2 separate regions of the Zea mays genome follow, and region 2 is linked to region 1. A link is a contact called in public Hi-C data. All regions are on one chromosome and are shown on one strand. The core of a region is the stretch at or near the end of the contact, and the rest is flanking DNA. Distances in the headings are between cores, read along the strand shown.

What was found. A called contact is a pair of places that touch in the nucleus more often than the background predicts.
Region 2: a Hi-C map of leaf shows a contact between it and region 1, with 4 times the contacts expected there. The contact joins the promoter of LOC100282101 here to the promoter of LOC100501077 in region 1. A contact is called at or near these places in 3 of 25 Hi-C or Micro-C datasets (ear, endosperm and leaf).

What each region holds. Positions count from the first base shown.
Region 1 is chr4:20,278,282-20,282,352 of Zm-B73-REFERENCE-NAM-5.0, forward strand. LOC100501077 reads right to left here and starts at 2,375. Exons shown (of 17, transcript NM_001322403.1): 1 at 2,295-2,375; 2 at 1,959-2,194; 3 at 968-1,155; 4 at 146-342; 5 at 1-12. The coding sequence starts at 2,297.
Region 2 is chr4:20,500,295-20,504,365 of Zm-B73-REFERENCE-NAM-5.0, forward strand. It overlaps LOC100282101, which reads right to left and starts at 2,332. Exons shown (of 6, transcript NM_001155014.1): 1 at 2,147-2,332; 2 at 1,982-2,027; 3 at 386-509. The coding sequence starts at 2,314.

The sequences.
Region 1 (4,071 bases), core at 1,125-3,624:
ATCAAATTCATCCTGCCAAAAAAGATAGTCAATTAAAGGATAGACAGTCGTTTAGAGCTGCAGAACATGGGGCTTACTAGTTAATTGGTAGTTACAGAACCAATTCAAGTTCTGAATAACCTAGTTTAAATAAATATGACAATACCTCATATGGGTCATCATCAGTCTGATCAGTCATAGGCACATCACCACCAGATGACATTCCACGATGAGATCTTCCAGGTGAACTAGGAGTGGCACCATCACCATCATCATCACTTCTTGGTGTTCTTGGTCCACTTGGTTGTCTAAAACTAGCCCTGTGCCTTTTAGGACGCCTGAAATTCGTATCATCATCTGTATCTGCACCATGAAAGGAAAGAGCTTTGAAATCACAGTAACTGACATCTAAATCTTGGACTTCTAATATATGTTACAAAAGTTTACACCAAAGGCAATCATGTTTCCCTTTTTTACAAGAATCTATAACTATCAATTTGCACAAAAAAACAGGCATGATCAGTACTGCTGCAAAACTAAGATTGATCGCTAATATCTATAGTGTGCTAAGTATATGAACATGAACTCAAACAAGCATCAATAAGTTCCTAAGCAAATAATTCATTTGCAGTTCAGAAATAAATGACACAGTTCTCCTACATGTGGAAGAACAATAAAATACTTTTACTGTTACAAAATAGTTGATAAAATGGAGGTAATCCAGCTCAATATTCAGTATAACTTGCAGTCTTCAAAAAATGAGATTTTTACAAAGCGTTAACCACACTGAAATCACCAAAGAAGAATGTGGTTAGTCAAGCACAAAACCAATCACTAAAGAAGCAGATACAACAGAACAAGAGCCCAAAGATGCAACATAAGTTCAATATCAAATATTCATTTGGTAGTTTAATCAAGAACATAAGTTCAAAATAACATATTTGCTCTAATATCCAACAGGAACTATCTCTTGTCTTGGAGCCATTACCCTGATCGTGGAGCATTCGTGGCAGCTTCCTATCAGCTGTTGCACCAGTCCTCACTTCCCTTGCATCAAGCTCCGCTTCCGCGGCCCTTCGATCAGCCATGATTTCATCAAGATTCCTCTCATCCTCGAGTGAATCATCTAAACCAACTGACTCATATTGATCATGCTCATCCATCCTTCGGTAATCACTGCAATCAGGAAAAAAGGAGTGAATGTGGAAACAAAAAAACAAAACTGACAGTCAGCAGATATGGTTTGTGTTGGCTAGATATATTGGATCATTCATCGCAATCATATAAAAGCTCCAACAGCGACCCTCAAAGCAAAGTGTGCAAGTCCAAATTCCCAATTTTGGGAACATACAGTAACTTGAGTTAACTAACAATGTGTAAGTTAAACATAAATTCGTATCAAGGCAGCAGAGCCACTTGATAAATCTCTCGTCGAAGATGGTGTGCCTGGGTATCTGCGTTTATGGGCAGAGAGTCATGCAAGGCACTTCAATTTAGCAAATTTCGAGATGGATTAAGTGGGTTTCCTTCAGACCGATAAATTTAGCAAATTTGGATGCACAACCAAGAACTAAAAGTTGGTTGTTTTCAATAAAACATAGTAGATTTAAGTTCATTTCAATCAATCCAGCAAATATTAGTTAAGTCTCTCAGTTAGCTACTCTCCTACAATTACCTAATAAGTACAATATCATTCCGCCGAGGACAATCTAATTAGTTGACTTTTTAACAAATTTAGTCAATAAATTGACCATTTCTTCTCTAAATGCCACAATTTGCCTACATTATGAGGTAAATCATAACAAATCCTTGAACCGCAGATATCTCACCAAACCACAGGCCAAAAACCATCGCATCTGCTAATCAACCCACGGCATCTACTAGATCCCCTGGTCCCAATTACCGAACCGCCCCAAAACCCACAGCATATCCCCGAAATACCAGCCCCAGTTGGCCGGGTCAGATTCGAGTTGGCTTACTCGAGGTAGTTGTCGTTGAAGAGGTCCTCCCCCTCCTCGTCCTCGTCGGGAGCCGCTACAGCGGCGGGGTCGTCGTCATCGGGTAGCACGTGAGGATCGACCTCAGCTTCGCCATCGTCGTCGGAGTAAGATGACGGGTCGGTGGCGCCGCGGCTGGTGGTGGTGTTGGGTGGCAGCCGGTCGGTGCTGAACCCGGGGGACCCCGGCGTCGAGGGTGCGTTGTTCTCCGAGTCATCCTGCACGACGAAAACGCCACAAAACCACAGCAAGAGGAGATCAGATCTTGCAGCGACGCAAGCGCGGTAGGAGGACGAGGCGGAGAACTCGAGCGCTTACCATTTCGGCCGCAAAGAAAAGTCTCTGGGCAGAGGAGGCTGGGGCGAGCGGCTATGGGAAACGGCTAGGGTTTAGGGGGCGGAGGGCAGACGGGGGCGGGAGAAATGGAGCGGTGTGGGATGTTATGACGGGGAGGTGGTGGAGCGGGCAGGCGGGAGTGGCGGGAAATTTTGGCGCCAATGGGCAACGGCTTCCCGCGCAGCAGGCAACTGTGGTGGTGTTACATGGCCCATGGGCTAGGTTGGACTGAGTTGGTGTTCGGGATTCGAGATTTGGGCATAAGATCGGCCCACATTCGAAGGTATTAGTATATTTTGCAAAATAAATAAATAAATAAAAATATAACTTAACTTCAAGTCCGAGATCCACTTCATAGGAATTTTCGTCGCATCATATTTCTTTTGGAATTTGGGTGTTCACATGGAGGACAATTAAAACTATGAGTTCTCAGTTTTTCTAGATTATTGTGTACTCTTAGAGCATCTCCAACAATAAACCCTAAAATAGAGTCGAAAATTTTAAAATAGAACCATATTGAATATATGTAGGGTTCAAAAAAATGTTTACTCCAACAGTCAGGTTTTAAATAATGTTATTTAGCAAATAAATCATATTATTAGAAAATAAATAGTTGGAAAATAAGTGAAAATGAAGATATGGCTCCAGTATATGGGATACTATATTTAGGATCCGAGAGAACGAGTCTTATAATCCTTTGATGAAATTTTATAAATTAGGGTCGTTGTTAGAAGGATGTTTTATTGTTTTAAGCCATATATTTAAAATAGGATCATGTTTAAAGCCTCTCTTGTAGATGCTCTTAGGCTATGTTTGAAAGCAACCCAGTTTTTAAGAACCATATTTTATCTTTTAGCTAGAAGAGACCAACTTCTTGGTTTTTAAGGAACTGAGCGTCTAATTTCTATAAACTGAGTTATAAACTGGTATGTTTGAAACCACCTCAAATTCTATAAACCAGCTTCTTAAAAACTTGGTGCTTCCAAAGAGAGCCTTAATAATATGGTTGGAATTTTACTTTAGATAAACATTGTTTTCTAAATTAAATCAATTAATCATAGAGTATAGAGTTGGTTGTTCCATTTACACTGATTGCATTTGTGTTTTTTAAATGTGTACAAGTTTCAAAAATCGTTTCAATTAATCATATATTTCTAATGAAAAAAATAAAAAGGTGGTATGCATAAGCATTCTGACCGTTTCAATGATTTGATTCATAAGTATGAATTGATAGAGATCCAGATGCCTGGTGGAGGCTTCATTTGGTCAAATAGCCACAAAATGACCCAACCCTATTTTTACGAGCAAATAGTGGGAGGTCATTTATCCTTTGGTCCACGTTAGAAAGCTCCCTCGGGAATTATCTAACCACAGCCCCCCAGTCATGTTAACTAAAACAGTGAATGATAATAAACAATCTGTCTTTCATTTTGAAATTGGTTGGCTCTCCCATCCAAAGTTTTTGGAAAATATAGAAAGAATCTGGGGGGAAGCCTTGTAGAACTAAGAGTGCTCTTGATAAAGTTCAGCAAAAGCTGGAGCTTTGCAAATAGTTTCTAAAAAGCTAGGACTGGAATGAAAAAGGTAGAAAAAGGAAAAAAAAGGAACAATCAAAACCAATTTTGGTTAGCCGAGCTGGAGCGGATTGAGGAGGAGAGGGGCCTAAATGGCCCCTAGACGGAACAAAAAGTCAGGATGTTAGGTTAAAATATGATGATGATGGAGGAAGAGTAGATTTACTGAAACAGAGATATCATGA
Region 2 (4,071 bases), core at 1,082-3,581, 220 kb after region 1:
CGTTAGTGATGGAGGCCAGGGTATTTTATTGCTTACTCCAATGGAATCATACAGAAAAGTAAACATCACCAAGAATTCAGGAGCATCAAACATGGAACAATAAAAGGGTGTTGAAGAAGGATATGAAACAATATTAAAAATAGGTCACCAAGTAACTTCGAGTACCAATATTCATGCCTATGACGAATAGAAAAAAATATCCTTATGACCAACCAAAATACTGAAAATGCGACAAGAGTTTAGCAATTCATATGCATAAGAAAATTACATCCATACAACATCATGTATTTGTTAACTACTAACAGAACATACACAAAACTAGGGGTTAATACAACCACAAGCAAAGAACGTTTGTATCAAATAGTTTCATGATTTTGTTATTTACCTTTTCCCTCTGTTGTTTTCGCCGACAGTTCTGGAATCCACATCTTTGCCCTCAGTCTTCTGCTTGTTCAACTGGAGATGCCTGATTAAAATATTCGTTGAATCCGTCTTTATAACTTGTCCTTCTAAAATAACAAAGAGATTAACCAGTCAAATTAAAGACTTACATTGGTACAAACAAACCATGTTCGTTGTAGGTATTGTTATGTATCAATTGTATAAAGGATTAGAGCAACAGGCACAAATATATAGGCATTAACAGCTGTGGTAACATGGAGAAACCCCTCTATATATTGAATAAACATAAACAAATTAAAGAAGCAAAAGACATATCTAACAGATGTCACTCATTTTTTTGTGTCTATCATGTACCATTATTAACAAAGTGGAACGCCACAAATATATATAGTTTTGCATAGTACTTGAGACACTGCAAGTTGGCTCAACTTTTTTTCCCAAATAAAGTATTGAGTTGCATGCACTAACCTTCAACCCAAAAGCTTAAGCTGATGGAGAGAGGTAGGAAATTCACTTGTATTCTAACATATCAAATGAACAACCATAACGGTACTTTTCACAACTAATTCCAAATTATTAGATCTACTATGCATTATCAGTACAAAATTCCATCCATAATACTTCAACTGGGACCATAATGCTCTGGAACACTAATTAAAATCAGAGAAAGAAATTTTAAGAAGCCCTAGAATATGACATTTTGCACGAATGAAAGATTCATAGCAATATTTCCGCCATCAGAACAAACAAGCAAAGACTGACCAAAAAATGAATATAATACAAGACAAAAGCAACAAGATCATGCATACAAAAATTCAATATATCATGCAAAGCATTAAAATGTCACTGAAGAACTTGGATCGTGAAGATGTCACTCTTGAGTTTCTGCCACGTAGAAAGTGGGAAAAAACCAACTGGATGAACAGATCATCAGTTTTTAAGCATTCAACTGATACTGCTTCATAAAGGAAGTGACAAGAAGCTAAAGCCAACAGCTTTGTTATGCATAGTCTCAAGAACGCATCAACACTGAGAACGTTTCAAACTAGCAGTGTATTTAACAAATTATGCTTTGAAGCATAAGCACTAGCATATCAAGTCACATACATTTTGAGTATATTAAGCATAACATTACCATTTCTAATCCAAATAGCAATCCAGTAAACCAAATAGCAAGTCATTGTAATTAGACAGGTACTCTGAGAACTCTATGCACACCTTCCATGGAAAAAGAACAACATAAGCTTTCACCCACCATGGAAAGCAAAACGAGAATTGCTAGGGCTAAAGTTTACTTATTTATACACTACCGAAGTGCATAAAACATATTTTAAGCATCATAAGCATGTCCAATTTCTCCAGAACACAATACAAGCGACATTACAATTTCAGTCCAGAGAGCAAACCATTACACCCTAGAGCAAAAACATTTCATGGATTTGAGCACAGAAAAACATTAACACCAATAGAACAATCAAATTCATAAAATAATAAAAAGAACTAGCAAACAAAGAGAAATGAGAAATGTAAGGCGAGATCTCGTTGATTCTTGAGAGAATCGTAACGGAACTCCACTGACCTGGGGGATCTGTGCTGTGCTCGCAGACGTAAACCCTGAACCCTCCCTGCGCAGATCACAGTAGAAAGAACGGGCTTAAAACACACTTTGCCGCGCAAATCGAGGCGCCTCACAGTGCGCGCGAAGAAAGTAGCCATTGGGGGCTTCCAGTGTGAGGGTCCGTACCAGATTGGAGGGGGCGGAGCCGGAAGAGAAGTTGCCGCGCGACGGCAACCCCGCGAGGAACTTTGCGGCGCCGCACGCTCCAGGCTTTGCGGGCGCCTGCGAGCTCTTCTTCTCCCCGGCTCCGGCTCCGGCGCCGCCACCGCCGTCGGAACCCTCTTCGGTCGGCATGGTGAATAGGAGGTCTTGTGTTTTTCTTTGCTGTTTCTCATTTTTATTTTGCTTTATTAAGCTGCTTTTAGTGGGACCCGTACGGTTGGAACCTCCCTCCCAATTTTAGAGCGTGTTTCGCATAACTCAACAAAACTCCGACAAATAGTGAGTCAGCCAAACAATTTAACTTCAGAGTTATAAAGTTTATAGAGTTTTCAGATATACGGTATAAATTTTTTTAATTAACTCTTTTACTACTACGAAAATCTAAGAAAACAACATAAATATAGAGCTTGGAGTCATTTATTTGCTACCATCATTAATTATAAGAAGTCAATCTAAACTCTGAAGCAAATTTTAGAGTTACTAGTTGAGTGTCCATGCGTTGCAACGGAAACGTATAATAACACGATAATTTATGTACGATAATTTATGTACAAATGTGTGTAGTATTGTTATGAGAAAATGTTTCGAAATCCATTTATGATCCTACTCATACATAAATTTTGTTATTTTAATCTAGCTATTTCACCATTACATTACAATCATTAGTAACATATAGACTTTTATATATGATTTTAATAATTTTTTATTGAGTTATAATGACAGCACGATTGGGGAAGTGTTATTTACAACTCAAATCTCAAAAAAGTACTAAGAAAGCACTGAAATAAGGTAATTAACTCTGTCACAAGAACCAAGTGAACAATGAAATATCTCCATTCAAGCAAACAACATTTCAGCCTAAAACTCGGAAAAAAATCAATACAATATTAACCATATATCATGACCATCACCATTGTCATCATTTATCAAGCATGGATAATATTGATTGCATCGCGCACCTCCAGAATGCATTGAAAGCTATGTTTCCACCCCTAATGATGAAGAGGTCGAAGCAGATGCCCTTGACGGAGCGGGCGTCCGAGACGAGCTTGTCGCACCAGGCGAGGCGGAACTGCAGGAGCACGTGTGCGACATCGGTGCAGGTCCGAAGCGCTGTGACCACGGAAGCGAGGTCGGCGTCCATGTAGAGGCAGGGCTTAAAAGACCACATGAGTATGAGCCGATGAGAACATTATTTGTAAACACCTGCTCAATATAAATGAGTCATAAGATATTTAGAATTGGAAAAACAAATTTACCAGCAAACAGACAGAAGATTATTTGCAAAAGTAGGAATGGAAAGTATAGATATATAAAATGAGAATATAAATGATTCACAAGATATTTAGAACCGGAAAAAACAAATTTACAAGCAAACAGCTAGAAGACTATCTGCAAAAGTAGGAACGATACGCTTCTTACATAAGTAGCATGGTTAATTAGTTGAATCATCATATAGTACCAGCTTGTAAATAAAATTAGCTACCATAATGGCAACAAAACCACTAATAACACAATAAATTGTAGAAAATCAATCCAAAAACAGCTGGGAGGAAAAGACATCACATATATATTCATAGAAACACAAAGTATGTTGCAATCTGCAGTTCAGAGTAGAGGTTTAATCAATCATCATATAGAGGGAATACATTGATCCTAGAAAAGTGCCAAACACTTGATGAATTAGTTATATACTTCAGTTCTCACACATAAGAAACAATGAACGGTTGTACATTGATCTGTCAAAATATGGATCAACACAGAAACAAAGTGCATGTGCCATTGGTAGTCTTACAATGCAGACCATACAAGCAAACATTAAAAATGCATCCATACATATGTATTTCAATCACATCAATAGATATCTGTGACGACAGTCACACACTTAC